Linked DNA regions of Zea mays: region 2 is linked to region 1. The links are chromatin contacts, called in public Hi-C maps. All regions are on one chromosome and are shown on one strand. The core of a region is the stretch at or near the end of the contact, and the rest is flanking DNA. Distances in the headings are between cores, read along the strand shown. Region 1 holds the start of LOC100217092 (nuclear ribonuclease Z). Region 2 holds the start of LOC100192639.

Region 1 (5,669 bases), core at 1,328-3,827:
TTCATCATCCCGGCGCGCAAAGATCCTGATGAGTACTCCACTGATGATGAGTCCACAGAGGATGTAAGTGAAGAAGTTGATCCAAAGAAACTAGTCAAGACGGCTAGAAGAAATGAGTGACACAGAGAGAAAAAAACACTAGTCACTGCATAGATGGTTGCTTGGAATGTACCATATGCCACTTCAGGGCCTGTCGATCATATTCCATTCTATGCAGGACTCCATGAGCATGAGTATATGCACTTTGCGTATCCCGCTGTCCAGTTCCCCAAAGCATTGTAATACACGGTTCTTCCACCTTGTTTTGGAAACTGGAGAATGTCTGAGAAAATTTTATGTTTTACAGATCTCCAACTTGTGCAAGTACCTTTCTTGTCAAAATGTTCAATTAGCTGTACAAAGTTCTGAACTTCGGACAGGAAATAAATAGATAAATAATAATGGAATTACAGTTGAGCACACAACAGACATATCTATAAGTACTTAAGTAGGCACCTTTTTTTCTTTAACAAATTAATCGGTTCCTGATGTTAACATACATTCAGTAAATCAGGGCTAGAAAGAGAAACACAAGCTGTTCTACTTATATACACTTATCTATAATCAGATTTGAAGCCTTCTGTTAGAGCAACAACCTTTGAATTTAGCTTAGGTTGTAGCCTGGAAACAGCCTGGCGAATATCCTACAAAATCATAATTTGGGTCAGATTAGTGGTGCAATTGACAATGGTTTGGGTCAGATTAGTGACCATTGACAAATTTCATGGGTTGGCTACATACCTCAAGACTATATCGATTTGAGAAATGAGTGAGTACGATTGTTTCGTTCCTGAACCACTGGAAATGCTCCATTATCTATACACGACATAGTGGGTGTCAGTTAGCAACTAAAACAGTAATAATTTCTTATATTCATCAGGAGTTCCAAAAGCCTCATCGGCAGGTTGAGGGAGTAATGGCACATAAATTGTCACCTCAGAAAGATGCATGTGGCCATGTTCCCTAGCATGCTCAACATCAACATGGTCATCTAGGAACGTTGCCTGAAGAGTGCAAAACTATGTTGGTACCAATAATAAAAAAACGCGAAGAACTTCAAATTGTTCTTCATGTTTCATATTTGAAGTACATCTGATGAACAGGCTAGTGCAATTATTTCTTCATTTACAGTATGTAAGAACAAATACTGGATGTGTAAAGACACAATACCTCAGTTATGAGAACCTTTGCTCTCAAGGCATCTGCATTTCTTGGGTCAAGAATAAAATCAGACTTTGTATCTCCTGTGAAGGCAACTTCTGGGTACAGTATGGTATCCGTAATCTAATATTAAAACATGTTGTGAATACCATGTGGGAGATATTCCTAAGCAATAGGGTCCAGTTTCAAAGCACCTCACAGCTCACCTCGGTTCCTGATTGCTTCAGTTTCATTATTTGACTACCCTTCAAATGAGCATACTGTTTTTTCAACTTTCTTCGAATAGAGTAGATGACATAACCCTTTACACCGTTCATGGGATGGATAATATCAATAGGCATTAAATCGTGACAAATAACAAAAAATAAATGTCTGCTAGCTCTAAGAAGAAGTACCTGGCTGGGTATAGTGTGGTACGTTTGAAATGGCCTGGCAACAAGATCATTACGTATTTCATATGTCTCTCCTGAAAGAAGTCGTTGCATTATAAGGAAACAAACAAGCAGCAAAAAATACAAATCAGTAATGAAGCAATATCCATACCCAAATCTAGTGCAACTAATTCAACTTTTAGCTCAATTTGACTCGTTCTACGATGGACTTGAAGCAGATCCTCGACATCATCCCTGATGCAGGGTGGTACAAACACAGTAGGAGGCTTCAAGTTGTAGAGGCCACGGGTAGCTATGTACATTGGAAGACCACCCTGCACGATCAGCACAGCAGAAATTGATGTGGTATTGTGGTAATCATCAGTGCGTCATTAATAGTTTTATAGTAGTTTTGTAAGAGCTGGACTTAGCAATGGCGCATGTAAACCTTAGGTGTTAGAGGTGTATAAGCAAACAAAGCAAAAGCAGAAATAGAGCCTGCAAATATGAAAACAGGGCCCGTGGCGCTCACGATGTGGTCGAGGTGGGCGTGGGTGATAAAGAGATAGTCCTGGCTGACGGCGAACTGCGGCCCGCGGCCGATGTCGAACGCCACGTTCAGCGACGGCACGGTGATGCAGGTCTCGTGCCCGCCCACCGAGATCCCTTCGATGGCGTACCCTTCCACCTCCACGCCCTTGCGCTGCACCTGGGCGCGCGCGCGCCGGTACTCCTCCTCGTCCGCCATCGCGCGGTCCAACACCGACAGAAGCCCAGCCCCCTTGCTTCCGCCTCTGCGGCTGCCGCTGGTGGCGGTGGAGGACTCCACTGGCTTCCTAGCGGCGAGGATCTGGAACCGGGGGCCATGGGCAGAGGTGCGGGAGAGGACACGGAGCGATGGGAGGGAGAAGAGAGAGGCGGTAACCATTTACAAGCTGCGAATTCGGGAGGCGGGATGAACGGTGGCGAGTCGCCGATGGCGAGAGTCGGGACCGCGGGGTTCTGGGTTTTGGACTCGGTGAGACGGTGAGCTCCAGAGCATGCTGGAGGATAACGAGTTGTATTTGCATCGCCGCCCCTGTATTGTTGCAATATCTGCTAGCCTCGCTGTAGTTGAGTGCATATCGTTACACCGTTAGTTTAAGGGAAATTTGGATCCATACCATTAAAAGATCACCACTTTGGATCCATACCATTACTATCTCACTTACAAATGGGTCCACATGAGTCAATGACATGTGGAGTCCATGGTATATATCTAAAGTTTGGATCTTTTAATGGTATAGATCCAATTGTTCCTTAGTTTAAATATATGACGAGATTAAGTAAGTTGGTGTAGGTAGTCGTACACCGTCTCCAACAAGACCTATATTTACGCCATGCTTATAGTGCCAAGGGGGCATGACAACAGAGTCTCAATAATAACAACCCACGTATCAGAAAGGATAAGACAACACGTCTAGTACATACTCATACATGATGGAGGGTGACACAAGCGCATTGATGAAAGATAAAGGTGTACTGAACACGAACCTCAACCTGTCGGTGTTTCGGACCCGGGGGACCCTCAACCGGACCGACTAGTGAATTTGTTGCTGCGTGTCCCTGCCCAGATGGTTTGATGCAAGATGGAACATAAGAGGGAAATAATGCTTATGTTATCTTGCACCGGGGTGCTCGTAGTAGGGGTTACAAGCGTTACGGGAGAGCGAGAACGAGAGAGAGAAAAAGAGAGGGTTCGACCTTGAGGCGAGCTGTCTGAGGCTGCCTCTACCGCGTCTCTCCTACTCTGCCTGCCTCCGCTCGTCTGCATCGCGCGTCCGTGTGTTCGTACGTCGCGCGTTCGTCTCTCCCCCTCCCGCTCCTCCCTTTCCATGGGGCCCTGGACATCCCTTTTTATAGATACAAGGAGATGCCCAGCTGTACAATGGGGGTGTAGCTATGTGCTAACGTGGCTGGCAGGGAAGTGCCTTGAGCCCTGTACAGGTAATAACGTGGCCGTCGGAGAAGTGCCTTGAGCCCTGTAGATGTACCAACGTGGCCGTCGGAGAAGTGCCTTGTGCCCTGTAGAAGCATAGCTGGCGGTGCGGCATGGATCTTGCTGACGTTTCCTTGCTTCTGTAGGGGGTTTGAGAGCACCCGACGTCATGGGCGCACACGGGGAACCATCATTACCTGTTACCGGAGTAACTTAGATGGGACACTGGTCTTGTTCCTTCGTAGCCTGAGGCGGCTAGCTAGGGGTAGGGTAATGATGGGTCCCTAGTAGCGTAGTTGATACGGGGCCGAGGTCGGGCGAGGCGACGACTCCTCTGAGGCCGAGGCCCAGGGTCGGGTGAGGCAGAGACCTTCTCCCGAGGCCGAGGTTGAGGCCGAGGCCCAGGGTCGGGCGAGGCGAAGTCCTTCTCCCGAGGCCGAGGCTGAGGCCGAGGCCTAGGGTCGGGCAAGGCGGAGCTCCCTGTTGCGCCCGAGGCCGGACTCAGGGGAGGTCGTGACTTGCTGTTGTCAGTCTTTCCCTGGTGGCTGGCACAGTTGCCGGAGCAGGGTGAATAGCGCTGTTTTCCTGTCAGAACGGTCAGTAAGGGGGGCGAAGTGACTGCGGTCACTTCGACCTTGCCGATTGAGGCACGTGTGTCAGGATAAGGTGCCAGGCGATCCCTGCATTAAATGCGCATGCGATATGGTCGGTTGGTAAGGCGATTTGGGCGAGGTCGCTGCACGACAAAGTCTGCCCGCGCTAGGCTTTGGGCGAACCGAGGGTGCGTCTGCTGACTGAGGGGACCCTCGGTCGAGGCGTGAATCCGTCCGGGACTACCGTCCTTGCCTGAGGCTGGGCTCGGATGAGGTTGCGTCCCTTGGTAGACGAGGCATGCGCTTCATCAGTCGTTTATGGTTTGTTCTGAAGATGTTTTCCAGTCGGATTAAGGAGCATTGGGGGTACCCCTAATTACGGTCCCCGACAGTAGCCCCTGAGCCTCGAAGGGAGTGTAGGTACTCGCTTGGAGGTTCTGCCGGATTTTTTTTGTAAGGGGACCGACCCTTCTCGGTTATGCTTTGTTCCGGTGGGTGCGCGCGAGCGCACCCGCCGGGTGTAGCCCCCGAGGCCTCGGAGGAGTGGTTTGACTCCTCTGTGGTCTTAATCCTTTTTGTGATGCCTCGGTCAGCCTTGTTGTTCCCTCATACGGCCTGGCCGTAGCCCGGGTGCACGGTCAGGCTCCGAGTTTTTGAGCTGGTTTGTTGACGTGGTCAACAGTTTGGCCGTAGCCTGGCGCGAGAGCAGCCCCTGAGCCTCTGCACGGAGCGAGAGGACGATCAAGGATCGTCTCGACTTTTATTGTACGCCCCTTCGTCGCCTCTCCGCGAGGAGGAAGGGGGGGGGGGGGGAAAGCGCCATGTTACCCTCGGAGGGCACCGAACATGGTGTTTCCGGTGAGTTGCTAATGGGTGATCCGAGTGGACGCCCGAGCCCCGTTCGATAAGGGTCGGCTAGTGGCCCAGAGACGCGCTCCAAAAGTACATGCAGGTGATTTGCTGGACTCGGACCCATTCGATAGGGTCCGAGGGCTTGGTGCCTCCCTCCGGTGGGATTCCATTACAAATCGTTCCCGCTGGTCTCGGAAATGTCCTAGGGTACCTCGGGAGCATAGCCCGAGCCTCGGCCATGTAACGGATGTACCTAGGGTCATCCCTGACTCTGCGTGCTCTGGGGCGGCTGTCGAACCCTTCTGAGGGGCCAGCCTTCGAACCCCTGATCAGTAAAGGGCTCGGAGCCCGAGTGCTCTGGGGCGGTTGCTGAACCCCGGAGGGCGCAACCTTCGAACCCCTGATCAGTAGGAGGGCTCAGGGCCCGTTTCCTTCATCGAGAAGGATCCTTTTCGCAATATCCCCTTTCCCGGTCCCTGTGGCAAGAGAGAGAGAGGAAAAGGAAAATGATATAAATTTAAATAATGTGGCGCACCGTTTATGACGCGGTCATCATGACGGAGACGAAACGGTGCCCGCTTCGCCTGCCGGAGGTGTCGCTTGTCCTGCCAAGGAGTTAATGCGATGGGACGGGCGATTCGCGGGGCGGCTATTGCGCGTGCGCGAGTCGTTTGA
Region 2 (5,669 bases), core at 1,739-4,238, 210 kb after region 1:
ATGGATATTTTGGTATTCTTATTTAACCGAGCTGAACAAGTTGGGCTGCTGCAGCCCCTTGCCCCACGGACTTTGCAGCACCGGATTTCGTTATACGCTGATGATGTGGTGATATTTCTTCGTCCGACTGCTTTGGATATCAATATTACTTTGGATATTCTTCACCTCTTTGGAGAGGCTTCCGGCTTATGTAATAATGTCCAGAAGAGCAGCGTATATCCTATTAGATGTGACGATCAAGACCTTGCTGTGCTTCATGACTTGCTACCTTGCGAGGTGGCTGATTTTCCTTGTCGGTACTTGGGTCTACCGCTAGCTATTAAAAAGGTCACTAGAGATCAGATTTAGTCCATCATTGATAAGATTGCAAATAAACTTGCTGGTTGGAAGGCTGATTTATTGACTAAATCTGGTCATAAAATCCACGTCCAGTATGTTCTCACAGGGATGGTCATTTATCTTGCTATGGCTGTGGATCTTCCAGCTTGGGCGCTCAAAGCTATTGACAAGATTCGTCGTGGGTTTTTATGGAGAGGGCGGAAAGATGCAAGAGGTGGACACTGTCATGTGGCCTGGGGGACTGTTTGCAGGCCTATTGAGCTGGGTGGCCTTGATATTTCGAGCTTAAAAGAGCTTGCTTGGTCACTTAGAATGCGCTGGTTATGGTTGGCAAAAACTGATCCAACTCGCCCTTGGACTTCTATTTCCATCCAAGTTCCTAAGAAAGTAAAAGATTTCTTCTCAATGGCTATGCAAACTGATATTGGTAATGGTGCTTCCACGCTTTTTTGGACAGATAGGTGGCTGTCGGGACATAGAATTGCAGATTTGACTCCACGGTTATTCAGAACTATTTCTAAGCAAAGGACTAATCGGAGAACAGTATTGGACGCCCTTTCCAATCACAGCTGGATTTCAGACATTCAGGGGGCCTTTCAGTGGGTGTTATCAACGAGTATCTCCTCTTGTGGGATTTATTAGATTTGGTTCAGCTAAGACCTCATGTTGAAGACAAGCATTTCTTTCGCCTTGCTGCCAATGGAAAATATTCTTCCAAGGAAGCTTATAGGGGTTTCTTTATTGGGTCAATTGAGTTTGAGCCTTTTCATATAATTTGGAAGACTTGGGCTCCTCCGAAATCTAAATTTTTCATGTGGTTGGTCGCTCACAAGAAGGTGTGGACAGCTGATAGGTTGCAAAGAAGAGGTATGGATCATCCGGAGAGATGTCCATTATGTGATCAGGATCAGGAAACCTTAAATCATATGCTGCTGGGCTGCGTTTTTGCTAGAGAATTTTGGTTCAAGCTGCTTCTTCTTGTAAATCTACAACACTTGGCCCATCAGTCCTGTGAAGAGGTTTTTATGGATTGGTGGCAAGACTTGATCACCAAGACTCCTGGGATTGCAAGAAATGGTCTTAATTCTCTTGTCATTCTTGGTGTTTGGACCCTTTGGAAACATCGCAATGGCTACGTTTTTGACAATAAGAGTCCTAGTGTTGCTGTTGCTATTAGAAGTGTTGGTTTGGAGATTGATCTTTGGGTTATGGCTGGTGCAAAGAAGCTGTCCTTGCTTACTGCCCCTATCCCAGGTCTACCTGTTAGCTAGATAGATGTAGTGCTGTTCTGGTAGCAGTGTTTTTGTCATGGATGGTTTCATTTATGCTTGTTATTGGCCGCCGTAGGTCGGCCTTATCTGTATCTTGGGGTCCTTTTGGACCTTTTACTTCTTCTTAATATATTTTCGCGCAGCTCTCTTGCGCTTTCGAGAAAAATAGAGTGTTTATATTAATCCCATTTTAAATATAGTAATAGGTGTGAATTAGCACCCACTTCTAAGATAATTGATTCTACTTCTGACATCTGACAGAAAATAGATATTCCAAAATTCAAGTGTCGCGCGATCAGTCTATACTTAATAGCATAAAAGATGCGTATATCTCCTACTCAGTATATTAAAAAAACGGGCAGTATCTTATGATTCAATTAACAGCCACCAATCAGCAAGCCACGCCTTGGGGAACATAACTGATGGAATATCGAATATCAACCAAACAGGACTGTTTTGCATCTAACCATGTTCCACCTAAAATAGCAATCATAGTTGGATTTTGATTGGATCGATGCATCATTGCTTAATTGCACGGTTGCACTAATATGACTGCACAGTATATGTTCCCCTCATTTATACCTGGACCGAAGCATTCCCGCTGTCGGATATGGTCACAATCCAGGCGTCATACGAGTAGTTCCACTCCATGGTGAGGTTCGCGCTGGCCAACGAGGCGGCCACGACAACACCCGCGTCCCCCACAGCGACGGTGGAGTTGGTGACGGCGAGGCCGTGGAGCACAATCCCGGATGCGGCCATGCGGACGGTGCCCACGAGGGGTATGCTCATGGTCCTCTCGATGTCCGGCACGTTCATGGGCGTGAGGGTCGCAACGGCATGGGATACGAGCAGGTCCTTGGCGAAGTCGAGGCCCGACTGCGAGATGATGGCGGAGATGTGTGACGACGCGACCGCGGGGGAGGAGGTAGTGAACAGCTGGAGGGTGACGAGAAGGGGGATGAGGAGAGGGGTGCCCATGGCGGTGAGGAGGTTAGCCACTAGCTTCAGGGAGATGGTGGCTGAAGTGGCCAAGTGGGAGTGGCGTAAGGGGGACGAAAGCAAGCGCTGCGGCGGCACGAGGTGTCGAGGTGTCGAGCTCGCGGCGGTGACGCCGAGCTCCCGGCGGCTTTGAATGGTCGCTTCTCCTGGGGGAGACGTGGAGTGGGGTTGGTTTCGACTTTCGACATTGCTGACGTGGCTGTGGCTAGGCCGCAGCCCGCAGCGGCATTTCTCGAGTCACAACTCACAAATACTACTACTCACCTCTTCACTGACACGTGGTCCCATTTCACAACTGGTTCACCCTGTTTGTTTGTGACACACGAAATTCTCAGGTCCCGGTCCCGGGTCCAGGCACCCTTCTCGCTCGGTTGCTCGGGAGCTTTCCCCTTCCTGTTCCTGAAGCTTCCGACATCCGACCGCCTCCTCCTCCTCGTTCTACTCGCCGCCCCTTCTAGAATCATCCAGAGGCGTGCCGGTGAAGCGCGAGAGCGGTGAGGCATGGCGATGCAGACGGGGGTCGCGACCTCCAAGGTCCTCATCCTCGTCGGTGCAGGTCCTCTTCTCATCACCGCCATCGACCTCTCGCCCCCATCAAATCTCTCTCGGATTTGATGCTATTTTCCCCAATCGGCTGTTGTTTCGACACCTTACGTGGTGAAATGGTGTCCTCGCAGGGATGACGGGCTCGATCCTGCTGCGGAATGGCCGCTTATCTGATGTGTTGGGAGAACTCCAGGTCGGTATACCCCCCACACCCAACCCCGAAAAAAATATGTTCATTTTGATTACACGCACTTTCATACGGTTTGGATAGTTGAGCGTTGTCAGATAGCTGATACCTGATATTTTTTGAATGACTTGGCGATGGGGTACTAGAAGCGTTGATTCTGTCTATATGTGGATGTGATTAACACCATGTGATAAAATTACATCAACGCCCAATTGGCACTCGGAAGTTTTGCGTACCATAACTTATGCTTCACTAGTTAGTGATTCCTGATACATATCATACAGATTTTGATGGTATGCTCTGAAACTTCCTAGTAAATGTTTATTTAAGGCAATGATGTACCTTTTGTGTTTCTAGGAGATTATGAAGGGTGTAAATCAAGGAACTTCTTCGGGTCCCTATGACATTGCACTTATTCAAGCTCAGGTATGCTCTTCCTCATATGGAATACATCTTACATCTCACTATCTCAGTGTCAGCATCTGCTTAGAAGTTTCTCTTGCTTCTTTCCATCTCGGTAAAATTATTCATTTCTACTTAACTTTGCATGCTCGTGCTTGATATTAGATTCGGAATTTAGCGCAAGAAGTCAGAGATTTGACATTGTCAAAGCCCATTACCATACTGAATGGCAAATCTGACTCGGGAGGTCTGTATCGTTTCACTGTGTACTCGTTCTGTTTGCATGATGCACTTAATGTGTACAAATTACCATTTCATGCAAATCTTTAGCTTCAGTTCAGATAGTTCTTCTATGGATGTTCGTGCTCACAGAAGATTAAATAAACAGTTCCTTAAGCCCCTGCAAGCTTATGTACACTTCTAAACCATCTACATCTGAAAGGAGATCACCCGCATAGTAGTTCTGCTAAAAACTCTTGAAATCATGTTCAGTGCTGAAGTTAGCAATGAGTGATAGATGATGCCCGATTATTATGGAATTGCATACATGTTGATTCTTAGCTTGTAGAGTTTACTATAAAGTGGGTAAATGCTATTGGTGTATTCGGGTTTTATATTATTTTACCAGTTATTTGCTTGTTCCTTCTCAGGCAGTTTATCATCCTACATACTGCCAGCAGCAGCAGTTGGAGCAATGGGTTATTGCTACATGTGGTGGAAGGTAAAATGCAAAATCTATGTCCTTGATTAGTTGATTGTGAATTTTCTTTATTCTCTACTCCTTTTGTCCACTAGTTGTCTGTGTTTTTTAGCTTCAAGTTAACATTTATTGAGTTAGTAAATGAATAAAAGAAAGTAAAAAAACATGCATATTTTTTTTAGTTTAGCTATTCTGATCTGTTTTGTTGTCTGAGTACTAAAAACTATGATATTTGTTATAGATAAGGAAGTTCATCGTTTCTCACTGATGCTACCACATTCAGTTCCAGTAGAGTCTTGTACTCTTATGTGAATGCAGGTGTAAAAGTGGTACTCATCCATGTGGACATGTAATTGGACATTAGTAATAGTAACTGAATAGTTAGTACTCATCGATGTGGACACCATGCATAAATCCTCTAGATTAATTCTATAATAACATCTTCCTGGTTGGCTATGGAATATCCAATCAAGTCTCATGTTTTAGAGTTGACAGTTGATGGGCACTTTGGTTCTAATAATATTGTTTTTCTGATCCACTAGACTTAGAGGCAATACCATCAGATGTTTCAAATCATAATGACAACGCCAAGTTGAAATATATATATTTTTTCATTTAGTAACATGTCGCAGTCAGCATGACCATTTCACTCATCTGAATAGGCTTTCTTACATGTTAATAACATCATGCAGGGGTTGTCTCTCTCAGATGTCATGTTTGTCACAAAACACAACATGGCAAATGCTGTTCAGAGCATGTCAAAGCAGTTGGAGCAAGTTTCATCAGCACTAGCTGTATGCTCTGTTCCCAACATCATTTCAATTTACTTCAGCATCTGTCATCTGTATAAGCGCAACTAATTTCAGGCAACAAAAAGACATCTAACTCAACGGCTTGAGAATTTGGATGGCAAAATGGATGAACAAGTAGAGGTCTCCAAAGCTATTAGAAATGAGGTTCGTTCATTTTAACTATGTCACCCCTGCCTCATGGGCAGTAATATTATGACCTTTGCTTGATACCCACATGGGCATCCTAAAAGGCTGTTGTGTCATGTGCCTGAGCATCGATGTTCATCCTTTTTAATAGGTTTAGTTAGATATGTGCCATTATAATTTTGCAGTTTTTGAAGAGCACCATTACTATTCAAGAAACTATGCTACTGCCTTGGAACTCTGCATATTTTGAGATACACCATTATGTATGTCTGGAGACGACTTGA

Evidence for each region. Hi-C and Micro-C count contacts between places; a contact is called where the count stands out from the background.
Region 2: a contact with region 1 is called in a Hi-C map of tassel, with 6 times the contacts expected there. The contact joins the promoter of LOC100192639 here to the promoter of LOC100217092 in region 1. A contact is called at or near these places in 4 of 25 Hi-C or Micro-C datasets (ear, endosperm, root tip and 1 more).

The regions. Positions count from the first base shown.
Region 1 is chr7:137,202,588-137,208,256 of Zm-B73-REFERENCE-NAM-5.0, forward strand. LOC100217092 (nuclear ribonuclease Z) reads right to left here and starts at 2,578. Exons shown (of 10, transcript NM_001143461.1): 1 at 2,104-2,578; 2 at 1,744-1,906; 3 at 1,596-1,666; 4 at 1,407-1,502; 5 at 1,210-1,323; 6 at 975-1,043; 7 at 781-855; 8 at 636-683; 9 at 173-322. The coding sequence starts at 2,499.
Region 2 is chr7:137,408,042-137,413,710 of Zm-B73-REFERENCE-NAM-5.0, forward strand. It overlaps LOC100192639, which reads left to right and starts at 2,989. Exons shown (of 12, transcript NM_001137853.1): 1 at 2,989-3,168; 2 at 3,290-3,351; 3 at 3,703-3,771; 4 at 3,913-3,994; 5 at 4,398-4,468; 6 at 5,140-5,241; 7 at 5,314-5,403. The coding sequence starts at 3,114. It overlaps LOC100281751, which reads right to left and starts at 2,833. Exons shown (of 6, transcript NM_001154671.1): 1 at 2,193-2,833. The coding sequence starts at 2,591.